2 separate regions of the Anas platyrhynchos genome follow, and region 2 is linked to region 1. Evidence: chromatin contacts called from public Hi-C data. All regions are on one chromosome and are shown on one strand. The core of a region is the stretch at or near the end of the contact, and the rest is flanking DNA. Distances in the headings are between cores, read along the strand shown. Region 1 overlaps JAK1 (Janus kinase 1). Region 2 holds the start of AK4 (adenylate kinase 4).

Region 1 (6,696 bases), core at 1,205-3,704:
AGAGTATTTTAAACATACAATTGTGGGAATTTAATCCTCTGATTAGAAGTTTGATGCTTTGTTGTTAATTTAATTTTAATCTGATTCTTAAAAAATATTTTCCACTGTGTTTAGTGTTTGTATGTTTCCACTTTGGATGGGTGATGAGGACTCACTCCAGGAACTTCCATAAATTTAGGTGCTAAAATCTAGAGATTCCCGTCTCCCCAGGAATACTGCAGTGCCTTGGTGAAGTGGGGTTTTCCTTTCTTTCATTTACTGTCTATTTGGTGTCTTGGCTTGGAAACCTGAACTGAGAGAGGGCTGAGCACTGAGGAATTATGAACAGCACAGGATTGTGAAACTCTTCTCTAAATAAATGTTTGTTCAGAGCTCTGCAAGAGGCATAATTCCTTTTGAAAAAGGAAAGTGGGCTGGGCTTTTTCAACAGTGCACTGCATTAGATTGTACATAATCATTCCGAGACTAAATCAGTTTTATGTTGACCTTACTTCTGAAATTTCAGTGAATTGATAGGTTTGATTTTTCCTATTGAAATTATATTTATAGAAAATGAAGGTATGTGACTTAGTAGTTTGAGATGCTTTTAGATGTTAGATTTTTCTTCCACTGCTGAAAGCTTTGTGTTGCATTTCTGATAGCATGGACTTCCCATCTTCCTCTTCTCCCTGGAAAATCCATGCTACTTAGTATACTCTTGGTGCTATTTTGAAAGGACTTGCTTTTTACTAGAAACTTTGTAACAGGACCCATATTTGCATCAAGTGAAAAAGGAGCCTACAGCATAAGAAACCACAGTATTTTGTAATATCCTGACTAATTAGCTCACAAGCTTAACTATTTCATAGCTGGATGGTGTTTAAGCCAGAAGTTTAAAGTGTTTGTTGGCATAGCGAAGGGACCCAAGGCATGGGTTTTGGAAATCTGGAAAAGAAGGGTTGTCAGAGTCACCCACAGGTGAAAGAGAAGAAAGAGCAGGTGCCCTTCCAGCATTTCACCACTCCTTGGCCAGACTGAATGGATCTCCTTTCCAGGTCTTTTGCAGGACTTCTGAATCCAAAAACTTGTGCTCCCATTTCTGCCTTTGAAAGTGGAATAATAATCATCTTTCTCTCCTTGCCACAAATCAATCAGTCCCTTCAAGGCAGAGGCTCTCCTGCTTTGTTTATATGGCTCCACAAACAATGGGGCTTTAGTTTTTATTGTAATTTATAAGTCTTGTTTTAATCATGGCAGTCTAATAGGTAAAGGAACAAATTCTTCACTCAGTTACAAACAATACGTGATACCTTGCCCATAATTGTTTTCAGGAAATAACAAAACAATTGGTGTTATTAATTATCAGTCATTTTATAAAGTAGCATGTGGAAAAAAAGTAATTTCCTGGAGGCAGAAGGATTTGCTTTCCTTTTGCTTTTTGTGCTTAAATCAAAGGATTTGGTATCTTACAGTATCTTACAGGATGTGTTGGGAGTTTTTACCGTAGTTGTGTGTTGGTGTTCCTACCCATGCTATGTATGGAAGCTTTTTGGGTCTTAAAAGGACTTATTAAAAAGAAAGAGAGGACAGAAACATGATACAGAGAGTATCTTTAAGACTAATTGATAATTTTTCATATGGGTAGTCAACTTACTGTGCAGGTACGTGGTGAAAACACGTGGTCTCAAACTAAGAACACAAATTTTCTTTTGCTCTTTAAGATCCTGAGTCTGCACTGAGGGTGGTACACACCAACCTTGACCACTGCAGAACTGGGACTCAATCCAGAGACAAATCATGAAATTCTAGTCACATATTTCAGAACGTGCACACTTGCATGAGGGTTGTCCTGTCCTGTAGCGTTCGTAAGCATTTGCTGACTGATTTGCTGTCTGCTTGCTCTCTTCCTGTCTTCCAGGATACGCCTCTTGCAATTTGTATTGCGTTACATTCGAATTGAAACTGGGCAACATTTTGATTTGTTACTTAAACAGATTTGTTATTTGTGATTTTCAAATGTGCCTGTAGTTTATAAGGTACTTCATCTATTCCGCTTTTTCTTTCAATACAGAAAATGTGTATTTCCAGGTCAGGAGTTCAATATAACTTATTTTTTTTCCACTCAATTTTCTTTACTTCTCCTTTGGTGTGCAGTGCTTATTACCTTTCACATTCATTTGTCTTTTTCCTTTGTAAGTTGATCTCAATTTAGTGTTATTTTGGTCACGCAAGCTCCTTATGACTTTGCTGATGGCACATTTAGGCAGACGTTAAAACCTTAGCTGTCATGAATTTGTGGTAACATTCTGTGGAGCTCACTGTGGTCACTGTCCATCAGGGAAGCCTCCTTTTGCACCTCCCTTTGTATTAATAAGTACTTCTGCATTGTTTGCTCTGGGTAGAGCCAAATGCTTCTCTGGAGTTAGTGGTGTATTCTAGCAGAAATCCCTCCTACTTAGCGGCTGGATAAATCTGCTCTCCTGTAACCTTTTAATTGTAAGTACGTCATGATCACGTGCAAGGCGTGAACGCTTGCAAAAGGCACATTGATTCAAACCAGATTTAACTAAGCTTTATGTGATTTACAATCTTAATAGAACTCAGAAAGAAATCTCTGCAGCAATTCAGACAAAGATTTTTCAAAAGCTTCTGACAGACTCTTGATCTCAACAATTTCATTCGCTTGCAGCAGATGCCAACTCTTTTAGCAGGTTTTCAAAAAGCCTTGTGTGCAGATAGAGTAAAAAGCTTATTTGTTAAACACACAGAAGATTGACTGTGTCCCTTTAAAGCTGGATGATTTGAATTAGTGTCGTTTTCACCATCTCCATCCAAAACCAAAGGGAAGCAGAAATTCCAGTGCATAACTTCCAGTGCTTCCAGCTGTGGCCTGGAGGGAGGCACTCAGCGGTTATGGAGGAGGAGGTCTGAAGCCATGTTAACCCTTCAGATGAGTCATTTTAATTTGGAATGCAAATATCAACTATTGGTTAATGCACAGCAGAGGCATAGCCTCTTACACTGAGGCAGAAGACTGAAGGTTTTTGGCATGTACCTCGTTTTGCTTTGCAAGTTTAGAATATGTATCTAATATAAATTGAGGATTTTCTCTCGGATTTTTAAAGTTTATTTCTCTTTTTCTTGCAAGATACTACTTTACAAACTGGCATGGGACTAGTGAAAATGAACCCTCTGTGTGGAGGCATTCACCAAAGAAGTCAAAAAACTCTTATGAGAAGAAGCATGTTCCAGAAGGAACCCCGATCCTTGACGCAAACTCATTAGAATACATCTTTGCACAGGTAAGAGATTGCATGCAAGTGTCTGTGCCATTCCACTAACACAACAATTATTTGATCCAGTAGGAATTGTCTGCTTTAAAGAACTATTTTCAAGCTTTAATGTGTGTTTGACCTTACCTGTTGGCATTGGTCGTACTTCACACTACGTGGAGAAAAGAGAATTTGCTCATGGAGAACAACCAGGCCATGTGCAGAACATGTAACGGAAACTGTCTCACAGTCCAAAAACGTAGCCACAGGCTATGTTTTTACAACACAATTGCTTTATTAACTGTTTCTTATATAAATGCTATACCTTTTCTTTTGTGAAAATTGTGCACATGATGCCATCCATAGAGTCATAGAATGGCTTGGGTTTGAAGGGACCTCAAGGATCATCTAGCTTCAACCCCGCTGCCATAGGCAGGGACGCCACCCACTAGATCAGGTTGCTCAGGGCCTCATCTAAGCTGGCCTCGAACACCTCCAGGGATGGGGCATCCACAACTTCTCTGAGCAACCTGTTCCAGTGCCTCACCACGCTCATTGTCACACAGCCTGCTTGCATGCAGTTTTTCTTTCCTTCTGTTGTGCCTCCCAGTTGCTGGTGGCATGCTGCGTGCTGGTTGTGGCAAGTAGGTGCAGTTTCTATTTCAGCAAGCTTGTGTTGCTAATCAAAAATTGCTCTGCTGTGAAACCACACTGTGAGAAAATGCCCAGGTAGCTACAGCTAGAAATACATCTTAATGGTACCACTTGCATTCTAAAGTAGTAAGAAGCAAGGGGTTTCTTTTGTGAAATCTACCTAATTTGTGCCTTGTTTTATATCAGCATATAACATGCTGCAAAGTGTTTTTTGTCTTTTTTTGTATTTTTTTGTATTTTTGTATTGCCAGAAAAAAGGATAAAAACAATGAGTAGGGACCTTAGTGAATATTGCCAGACGATAGAGACTGTGTATGGGATGGATGTGCTGTGATGATGTTTGCAATGATTCCACCTGTTCCACAAATCATCATTTTAAGAAACTTTTCTCAGGCACAAGTGTTGATGTTTCTTCTCGAGTAGGCAGGCTTTGTGGGATAACTAGTGCTTGCCTACATTCCTGTTTCATTGGTCTAAGAGAAGATGGCATCTTACTGCATAGCTCTTATCTTCTTCCTCTACCCCTTCTTGTCATGGCTTTCAGTTTTGGGTGACTCTTTTCTTGCTCAAGGAGAGCCTCTGATCTTGTGACTTCGGTTGCTAGCGTGACAAATGACAGACCTGATATCTTTTTTTTTCTTCTCTCCTTGTTAAGGGTCAATATGACTTAGTGAAAGGCCTAGCACCAATCCGTGACCCTAAAAATGATCAAGAAGTTCATGAAATTGAAAATGAATGCCTGGGAATGGCTGTCCTTGCAATCTCTCACTATGCCATCAACAAAAAGTTGAAACTTCCAGAGCTTCCCAAAGACATCAGGTAAGTTGGGATAAATTCTTCCTTGCTGCTGGATATGCTTCACTTCTCTTCCAAAAGGGATCTTAAGCATTTTACTTTGCACTGTCTGAGTACATGGGAGTTACAAGCTCCAACACATATACTGCTCTGTGTCTTCCTGATCTGGTCAATTGGGGTATGTAATAGAAAATTTGAGTTACTTCTTACCTGAAGATGATATGAAATTGATGCAGCTAGTGCAGCCAGCATACTGATGTATTGAATACTTGCTGTAAATTCAGGATTCCAGGTTAATAAGTTCAGAAATTGTACTGTTGTTAAGTGGCAACTTAATGTTTCTGATTTGGGTGGGCTGTGTCCATTTGCCTCTAAACCTTACAGGTAAGGTATTATTTGAATTCTTGTTGGCTACTAATTCCATAAATTGTTTCTGCAGTACCAACTGCACAGTGGTTTACTGCATCTTGTTCTCTATAAATTGCTTTCAAAGTGTAAGGCAGCACCACATTTTAGAGTTAAAAACTTAGGAATCAACTGTCTTAACTCACACTGTTGTTTTTCTTCCTAGTTACAAGCATTATATTCCCGAAACTTTGAACAAGACAATCAGACAAAGGAATTTCTTAACCAGGATTCGGATAAATAATGTTTTCAAGCATTTCCTTAAAGAGTTTAACAACAAAACCATTTGTGACAGTAGTGTGTCTCCACGCGATCTGAAAGTTAAGTACTTATCAACAATGGAGACTTTGACTAAACATTATGGAGCAGAAATTTTTGAGACTTCATCTCTGCTGATTTCATCTGAGAATGAAATAAATAGATTTAATTGTGGTGACAACGAAATCCTTCCACTATATGAAGTCATCGTGACAGGAAACAATGGAATTCAGTGGAGGCTCAAGCCAAATGTAAGTATCCCTTGATAAATGTGAATTTGAGATTACTTTTGGGGGCATAACAACTGCTAAAAAATGTACATGATCCTCAGACACTGCAGATCAGCTTTTTCGTTTTTAAAAGGGCTCTTTTCATAGATTGTAGGATAATTCAAGTTGGGAGAGACCTCAGGAGTTGTCATGTCCAACCCCCTGCTCAGGGTTAGCTCTGAGGCGAGACCAGTTTGTTAGGGCTTTAGCTATTTCGGTCTGGGAAAATTCCAAGGATGCAGACTCCACATACTCTCTGGGCAGCCTCTTCACCTGGAAGTTTCACCAGAAAAACTGAAGACCTCACTGTATCTGCCAGACCAGATTCAAGTCACAAAAGGTTAATGTATGTGGAGGCCCTTATGGTTTGGTGCTCTGTCTTGATACCAAGGTCTGCTTACGCTTTTTTCTGTATGTTTGGCAACCCCAGATGCCAGAATTACTCATACTGATAGACTTTTCATGAGTAAGTTAAAACACAGTGACATTAAAGCTCAGCTTTCTCATGCAAGTGTTACTTTATATGATGTCCTTTGTTTCAGTGCTGCTGAGCTCACTTTGTTTAACCTTTTGTATTTTGTGTATATGAATATTAAATGTACTTTGTGCTTGAAGGGTTTATGGCATATTCTATAGTTTTTCTCCACATACAATACATGAACAAATAGACCTCTTTTTGCTTGCCTCAGTTCCCTACTGTGATGAGAAACCTACTGATAGCTATCTTTTGTAGCACAGAAAACGTTGTGCTTCGCTACATTGAGATGTAAGCTAATTATCTCTGGTGGAGAATTTCTGTTTGAAATGATAATATTAATGAGGGGGAGGGAAAGAAGAACGGATATTGAGAAGAAAAGCTTGCAAGAAGTACAGCCTGTTTCTTGTAAGGCTCCTGATTCTACTGATTTGTAGATTATTTTTATTTAAATGGCTGAACCAAACACTTCATCTCCGTGAAAAGCATTCAGTGACTGGCAGGAAGCTTTGCTTAGTCTGAGCGTTTATATTTTTTAAGTATGTAGTTAGTACTAGTTTTCAGTAATCTTTGATCTGTGAGGTGACCA
Region 2 (6,696 bases), core at 1,205-3,704, 46 kb before region 1:
GCCCGTGGTTATCTGTGCACCAAGCTGGAACAACCCCAGCTGGACGGGGTTCTCGGAGCCCCCAAACCACTTCCCCAAACCAGGGCTCTCACTCTCAGCCTGTCTCTGCCAGCCTGGCCTCCCTCCGGGGAGCTGGAACATGGCACGGCCACAAACCTGGGGATGTCACTGCCCCCCCTCTCACCCCTTTTAGCTCACGGTTCCCATCATCACAGCACCCTTCCGCCCCCGAAGTGTTGCAGAGAGCAGAGACCCAGGGCGTGCAGTTTTACTGGAATTAGCTGAGCCCTGCTGACACCCCGGGACGCTGCAGGCACCAGAGGCAAAGAGCTGGGCACTGGGACAAGAACCGGCCGAGGAAAACGGTCACTGCCCTCCAGTACCCCCGGCACAGCACCAAAAGCAGTTTCTTTACCTCCTGCTCTCCCGAGATCCAAACAAAGCACTTTTGCACAACAGGGCAGCCACGAAGCGAGGCACTGATTAACCAACACATCCGTGGCAGCGGACGCACTCGCCGAGTCACTGTTACAAAACCCCAAGGGTTCCAGTGGCAGCGGCACACCCAGCCACCCCGCAACACGTGGAGCCCTGGGGCTCGCTCTGTGCGGGATGCTCGGGTGTCCTCTGGCTTCCTGAGATGGGAAAATCACCTCCAAATCGACTCCTGTAATTTCCTTGCCCAGAGGCTGCTCTAAAACCCCTTGGCAGGTCCCTCTGGAGGGCAGCGGGGTGTCTGTGAGACTGGCCTCAGCTCCCCTACAATGCAAAACCAGCGGCGCGGATGACAAACTCAGGAAGGGAATTTACTTCCATCCAGCTTCCTCCAGAGCTGGCACACCGCTGCGTGGTCATGTAACAGCTTGTCCAAAGCAAATAGCAAAAAAAAAAAAAAAAGGAAGAAAAAAAATAAAAAAGCAAACAGCTGCACATTACTGAGAGCTATGACCAGAGGCAAAGGCAAAGGTGGCACCTGAAAATTACAGCGGCTTTGCTCCCGAGCAGCCTCACCTGAGTTTCCATCCCCGTTCCCCACCCGCTGCTGCACCGCTTGGTCTTCGCCCAGGTGCTCTGCGGCTCCGCCAACAGAGCTATTGGGATTTTCCAAATTTTGAGCCTCTCCCCAGAGGAAATATTGCCGTGCTTTTTTTTATATTTATTTATGGAAGGAAATCTGGGTATTTTTAAACAAGCCTGCAACGCCCCACGGAGCACGCAGCTCTGAAAGTTTATCCTCCCTTTTTTTTTTTTTTTTTTTTTCCCTTTCTCGTCACACCTCGAAAAAGGCAAAGCGCAGCTCGTTCTTCTTGGCTGTTTTGTGTCGTTTTATGGCTCCTCTGAGTCAGTTTCCTCCCCGGCGATCAGCAGCAGCAGGGCTGGCATTGCCCAGCCATGGCTGGGGACAGCCCCGCGCCGCCCGGCTGCTGGCTCCCAAAACTTTGCCGGATCCATCACGGGCCGGGATGGTTGTGAAGCACATCACAACCCAGCAGCTCATAAAAAAGGGCTTCGGATGTGAAACACGGGGTGGGTTGGCAGCGCTGTGCCCCCTGATTCTGGAGGGCAGCTTATTAAGGAGTGGGGCTCATGGGGTGCCCCGTGCCACCCCACTGGCCTCACCACAGCATGGCATGGTGTTGGGACACCCCATAACCCACAGCAAGCTTCCCAGAGGGGTTTCCCTGTGGAAACTTGTACGTGCCCAGAGCATCCCTCGCCCCGCAGGTGTCACAGCAGGCACAGGGGGACCCAGGCTGTGTGATTGAACCCCATTCCTCCAAAACCCTTGTGTTGACACAGAAAGCCCCAGGTGCCAAGGCTGCCCGTGGGTGCTCGTGCAGCTTTTTTTGGCTGTGCCCACCTGGGGCTGGGGGCAACCCTCAGCCCGCTTCTCCCCAGCGCACCCAAGATGGAGGGAAGACCACCTCATCCCCACAGTGTGGGGGGGGAAGATTTCCCCTTAGGGTTTCGCCCCCAGCCGTGGGCGACCCCGACCCCATCCCCACACCGCCCCCAGCCCCGGGGGGCACCCCGGGCACTCACCGCCGCCCCGGCCGAGGCTCTCCCTCAGGAACTGCCCGCTGGAGAGGTGCTGCAGCCCGAAGCTGCGGGCGATCCTCTCGCACACCGTCCCCTTGCCCGAGCCGGGGGGGCCCAGCACCACAGCCCGAAGCACCTTGGAGGCCATCTCCCTGCGGGGCAGCCCCCCCCCCCCAGCACCCCCTCCCCCCAAAAAATCTCTCGCCTCACGCAGCCTCCCCCGAGGGGGGATGCGGAGCTGCGAAGGGGGCACGCAGGGGGGGCCCCGCCGCCTCGCCGCCCCCCACCACGGGACCCCGCATGCCGGGGAGCCCCGCAAAATGGCGTGTTAATGAGGGGGGGAGGGAGCCGAGGCGAGGCGAGCCGTGCCGAGCTGCTCACTCGCCGCCCGTACACATCAGCACGGAGCAAGGAGGGGGGGGGCACGGCCGCCCCCTCGGGCCGCCCCCTCGGGCTGGGCACCCTGGGACTTGTAGTCCTGTAACCCCCCCCTCCTTATAGATGGGGCAGGGCTGGGCTCGGTGCCGCCTCATGGAGCTGTGGTGACAACGGGGGGAGCACCGGGGGCAACGGGGAGAGCACCGCGGGGCGCCCCCTCGGTGTGTGTGGTGTGAGGTGGTGATGGGGGGGGGGGCTGTGAGGGGACACCCGCGCGTGAATTATATGTACTTGAACCATATGTGCGTGAAATATATGTGCGTGAAACATATGCGCGTGCACGATATGCTTGTGCACGACATGCGTGTGCACGATATGCGCGTGCACGATAGGCGTGTGCCCCCCCCCCCCCAACCCCCGCCTCAGGAAGCGGCGGGCGCATCACATGGCCGCGCGGCGCTGCCATAAACACGCCAAGATGGCGGCCCTCACGCCGCCCGCCCGCCCGTGCTGCGTCACGGCGCCCCCCGGCCCCGCCGCCAGCCCTCAGGTGGGTCCGGCCCGGCCCGGCCCTCAGGGGGGCACCGCGCTGGGTTTGGGGGGGCTTCCAGCGGGGATCCCCTTCCTCCGAGACCCCCCCACACCCGGTTTCGGTAGAGCTGGCCGGGCGCGGTGCTTCCTCCCCCCCCCCCCCCCTTCTTCCCCGTTGCGCACTGCTGTTTTGGGGGATTGGGGGAGCGGGCGGGGGGCTGCGGGGCGCTTTGGGGGCCCCATGGGGGGCTTCGTGTGAGGCTGTGGCGGAGGAGGGAAGGGGAGAGGCGCTGGGGGCTGTGGGGTTACCGTGAGCCCCCCCCCGGGGTGCTGCTGAGGGAGGAGTGCTCGGTGCTGGGTGCTGGTGCCCGGCCAGGGTGGGTTGGGGGCGGTGAGGGGCACGCGGAGGGGACAGGAATCCTATAAAACAGCCCCAAAACACGGCCAGCAGCCGGCCCCCAGGGGCTGGAGAGGGGGAGCAGAGCTTCGGGAGCAGCCAGGCCACGCCGGGGGGCTTCAGAAAGAAGCAAGGGGTGGCAGCCTCCACCAACAACCAGATATTGTTAAATAATCCTACAGAGATACCCAGGGCACGGGGCGGTGTGCTGGGTCCCCAGCCGGCTAAATGTTTTGTTTAAAAAGCAGGGAGGGCTCTCCAGACGGTGACGAGGAGCCAAGTTCTGCGTTTTCGCACACCTGTTTGCTTTCCGCATCGTGGCGCGGCTGGAGCGAGGCGAAAATCGGCGTGAGAGGAGAGGCAGCAGGTTTGGGGGATCCCCCGGGGGAAATGGCACTGGCCGCGAGCGGGTGCCCAGCAGAAGAGGGAGTTGGGTGGGACCGCGCACCTCTGTGGTCACGGAGCTGCTTGAAACAGCCCACGAGTAGCTGCTGGATCTGCTTTAAACAGCCCACGAGTAGCTGCTGGAGCACGGATAAAATCTTCAGATGAAGACACACCTGAACTACCAAGCGGCACCTCTTCTCTTCCCACCTCAGCCTCCAAAATGTGGGATTCCCCATGCCACTCCTCTTCCATTCTGTTGAAATCAGTAGATTTTTTTTTCTACTGGAATAATGTGGCGTGAAAAGGCTTCAGAGTGGCAGTAAATAATTCATTTTTGGGGCACTTCCCTTCCTTTCCAAAAGTCACAGCTGTACGTACAGATTTTCTTAAGCATTTTTTACAAAGTTTTTTGGTGTTTTGTTTTTTTTTCTTGCAGCAGCAGATGATGTAACTAATTACAATCGGTGGCAAACCTGCAAGTTTTAGGGTATACGTTTAGGTCATCTGTGTCATCATCTGACGTCAGTATTGCATAATCTGTTGACTGTCCCCTTTTTATGTAATGTATGTTTGCAGTTTGTTTGAAAATGTACAAATATTTTTTTCCACTGCGTGCTTCTCCTCAGATATTTCATACTTGTCTCTCCATTGCCCTCTTCTGTTAAAAACTTGTAAGGCACCATTTTGGTAGCTGGATCCCTCTCAGCGTTACGCCTTTCTCTTTTAAAAACAACCTCTGAACATCTCCAGACATGCTCTTCTCCAGGTAAGTTTTTTAGAGCAGTAAACCACATCTGGAGTTTCTGCTCCCTCCTGTTAGAGATACGAGAGCAGCTTGTACTGAGGAAGTCCATCAGCATCGTAAATTAACTTTTTATAAAAACATGGTAACTTTGGGTTAAAAAGAAAAGTGTTATTTTTTAAACTTATTTCAGAAGTTAACATGATTCCCTTAACCAGAGGTGTACGCGTGTAGAAGTAGTTCCATGATCTTTTCAGCAATACCTTTTTTAAAAAAAGTGGGGTACAAACTACTGGTTGATACAAGTTTGACTTGCGGTAGAAGTTTTTATTTCACAATTCTGTGTTTGGATCCTGTGACCTAAAAGTTCCAGTGGCACACTTGAGCCTGCAGAGCCTCGAGGCACCCCTTTGGCCTCTTCCAGCTGCTGTCCCTCGAGAGCACAGCTGGCTGCTCGGCGCCCGGCGCTGCTCCCGTCGGAGCCCTCGGTAGGCACAGGAGCGATCGCAGCTCTCGCAGCGCATGTGACAAGCCCTGATGAAGCCCAGCTGAACGTGTTCACGGCGCTGTAAAATTCCACGGCTGCCTGGGCGAGCGCCCGGCGCGCTGGGTGCAGTATGCAGCACGGTCGCGGTGTGGTGCTGCCCTCTACTCGTGCCGGTCGTGATCCCAGCCTTCGGCTGTCGCACGCGGTGCAGCTCCGCCGACTTACCTGGCTCGCAGCCACGGCTGCCTGCTGGCTGTCTGGTTCATGACACTCGGTTCTTGAGTAGCATAAACCAAGCGCTGCTCTGCAGCTCCAGCGAGTTTAAGGGGGAGAAAGGGTACCCTCATTTTCTCCAGCATTGAGCGGTAAGTTAACCCTTCTCCGTTAAATCCAGCATTAGTGAATTGGATTTTGAAGGCTGTTTTGGTCACTGTGGTCATTAAGGTAGCACTAATTATCTGGATAATTTTCTGAGCTGGATCCCCACATGCAAAGCCACTTGTGTTAAATACTCTGAGCCTCTCACCTGGCAGCTGGGCACCCGCAGAGGGCAGTTTGGGGCTCGGAGGCGTGCAAAGGATGAGAAGACAGAGGAAGCACCTGGCAGTGCCGTGGAGGGGCCGCGATGACTGACAGGCTGCCCTGGCTCAGTTATCACAGTGCTGATGCTGTCTCTTGTAAAGGTACAGTACTGTGATAACTGAAGGATGGCAGCCATCTGAGCTTCACGGGGCCCGTGCCCGCCGCGCCCCGTCCCTTTGATTCCAGGAGCTGACGGACGGACAGATGTACACAACATCCTACTCAAGTGTCCCCGTTCTAAACAAACGTCTTCGTGTAAAAGTCATGGTTTAAGGAAACTTGAGATGGACTTGAATAAAAATTGTGCTTTACTGGGAGTTTGCCTCTTAGTTGTCTGTTTGATGTAGAAGACCTTCCAGAAATGCTGTGCTTGAGGAGCTTCAATAAGGGTCCCAAAAGTGGGGTCCTGTGCAGCTGGGGGAGCATTTGGGGGAAGAGGTGAGGAGATGTGGGCCAGCGGGTGGGACTGGGTACCAGAAGAAAGGGGAAAAACTGCAGCTATACAGCCCCCCATTGTAGATACATATTTGCTATATTTCTTGTTAAAGATTTTAATGATTGTTAATGATTTTAGCCAGTCCCCACTCGCTCTGTTACGTGGGAGTGGGCAGAGGGACACTGCCCATCTCACATCAGGGCGATGCAGCTGCTTGCAGCAGGCACTGTGGGGAGGTGGTGCAGCCACGGTGGGGCATCTGGTGCTCACTTGGGGCTGGGGCTTTTCTGCCTTGGCCAACAAGATGGGTAACTTCTGTCACAATTCCATCAAAACACCTAGAAAAGGTTTTCGGGGCTCCCGCGTGGTGAAGCTCACATCTCTGTGTGGGTGGCACAGCAGCGGGGCTCGGCGGCCGAGGTTTTTGTGCACAGCGGGGTCGTGAGTGGTGGGCAGCGAGCAGCCCCGCGGGGTTTGGTGCGAGCCCAGCAGGGACCTCAGCCTGCAGAGGTCACGATTTATTCTTGATGCCGACGTTACCTGTGGTGTTAACCCCGCAGCACTTAGAAGGCTCCTAATTCTGCACGGGGTGGTTCATAACCATCGGGGCCCTGCCCTGTGCTGCTTGTGGAAGAGGATTAGCTCAGCCAGCGTGGCAATTACACGCTTTGTGCTGTTTTTTATTCTGATCTTCTTTGCTGGAAGGTGTTTGCCCG

The links. A called contact is a pair of places that touch in the nucleus more often than the background predicts.
Region 2: a Hi-C map of subcutaneous adipose tissue shows a contact between it and region 1, with 2.0 times the contacts expected there. The contact joins the promoter of AK4 here to the enhancer-like site in region 1. A contact is called at or near these places in 3 of 8 Hi-C or Micro-C datasets (liver, skeletal muscle and subcutaneous adipose tissue).

The regions. Positions count from the first base shown.
Region 1 is chr8:37,681,174-37,687,869 of IASCAAS_PekinDuck_T2T, reverse strand. JAK1 (Janus kinase 1) reads left to right here. Exons shown (of 25, transcript XM_027463789.3): 5 at 3,128-3,281; 6 at 4,561-4,724; 7 at 5,272-5,614. Among named protein-coding and RNA genes, the nearest start is that of JAK1, 33 kb to the left of the region's middle. Within about 2 kb of position 2,454, at least 1 of the 8 cell types and tissues checked has an H3K27ac peak or open chromatin away from gene starts, as enhancers often do. A contact at or near this core is called in subcutaneous adipose tissue, where this site is marked.
Region 2 is chr8:37,727,401-37,734,096 of IASCAAS_PekinDuck_T2T, reverse strand. It overlaps AK4 (adenylate kinase 4), which reads right to left and starts at 2,454. Exons shown (of 5, transcript XM_027462400.3): 1 at 2,044-2,454. The coding sequence starts at 2,188. It overlaps LOC119717668 (a long non-coding RNA gene), which reads left to right and starts at 2,554. Exons shown (of 2, transcript XR_005267672.2): 1 at 2,554-2,968; 2 at 3,595-5,861.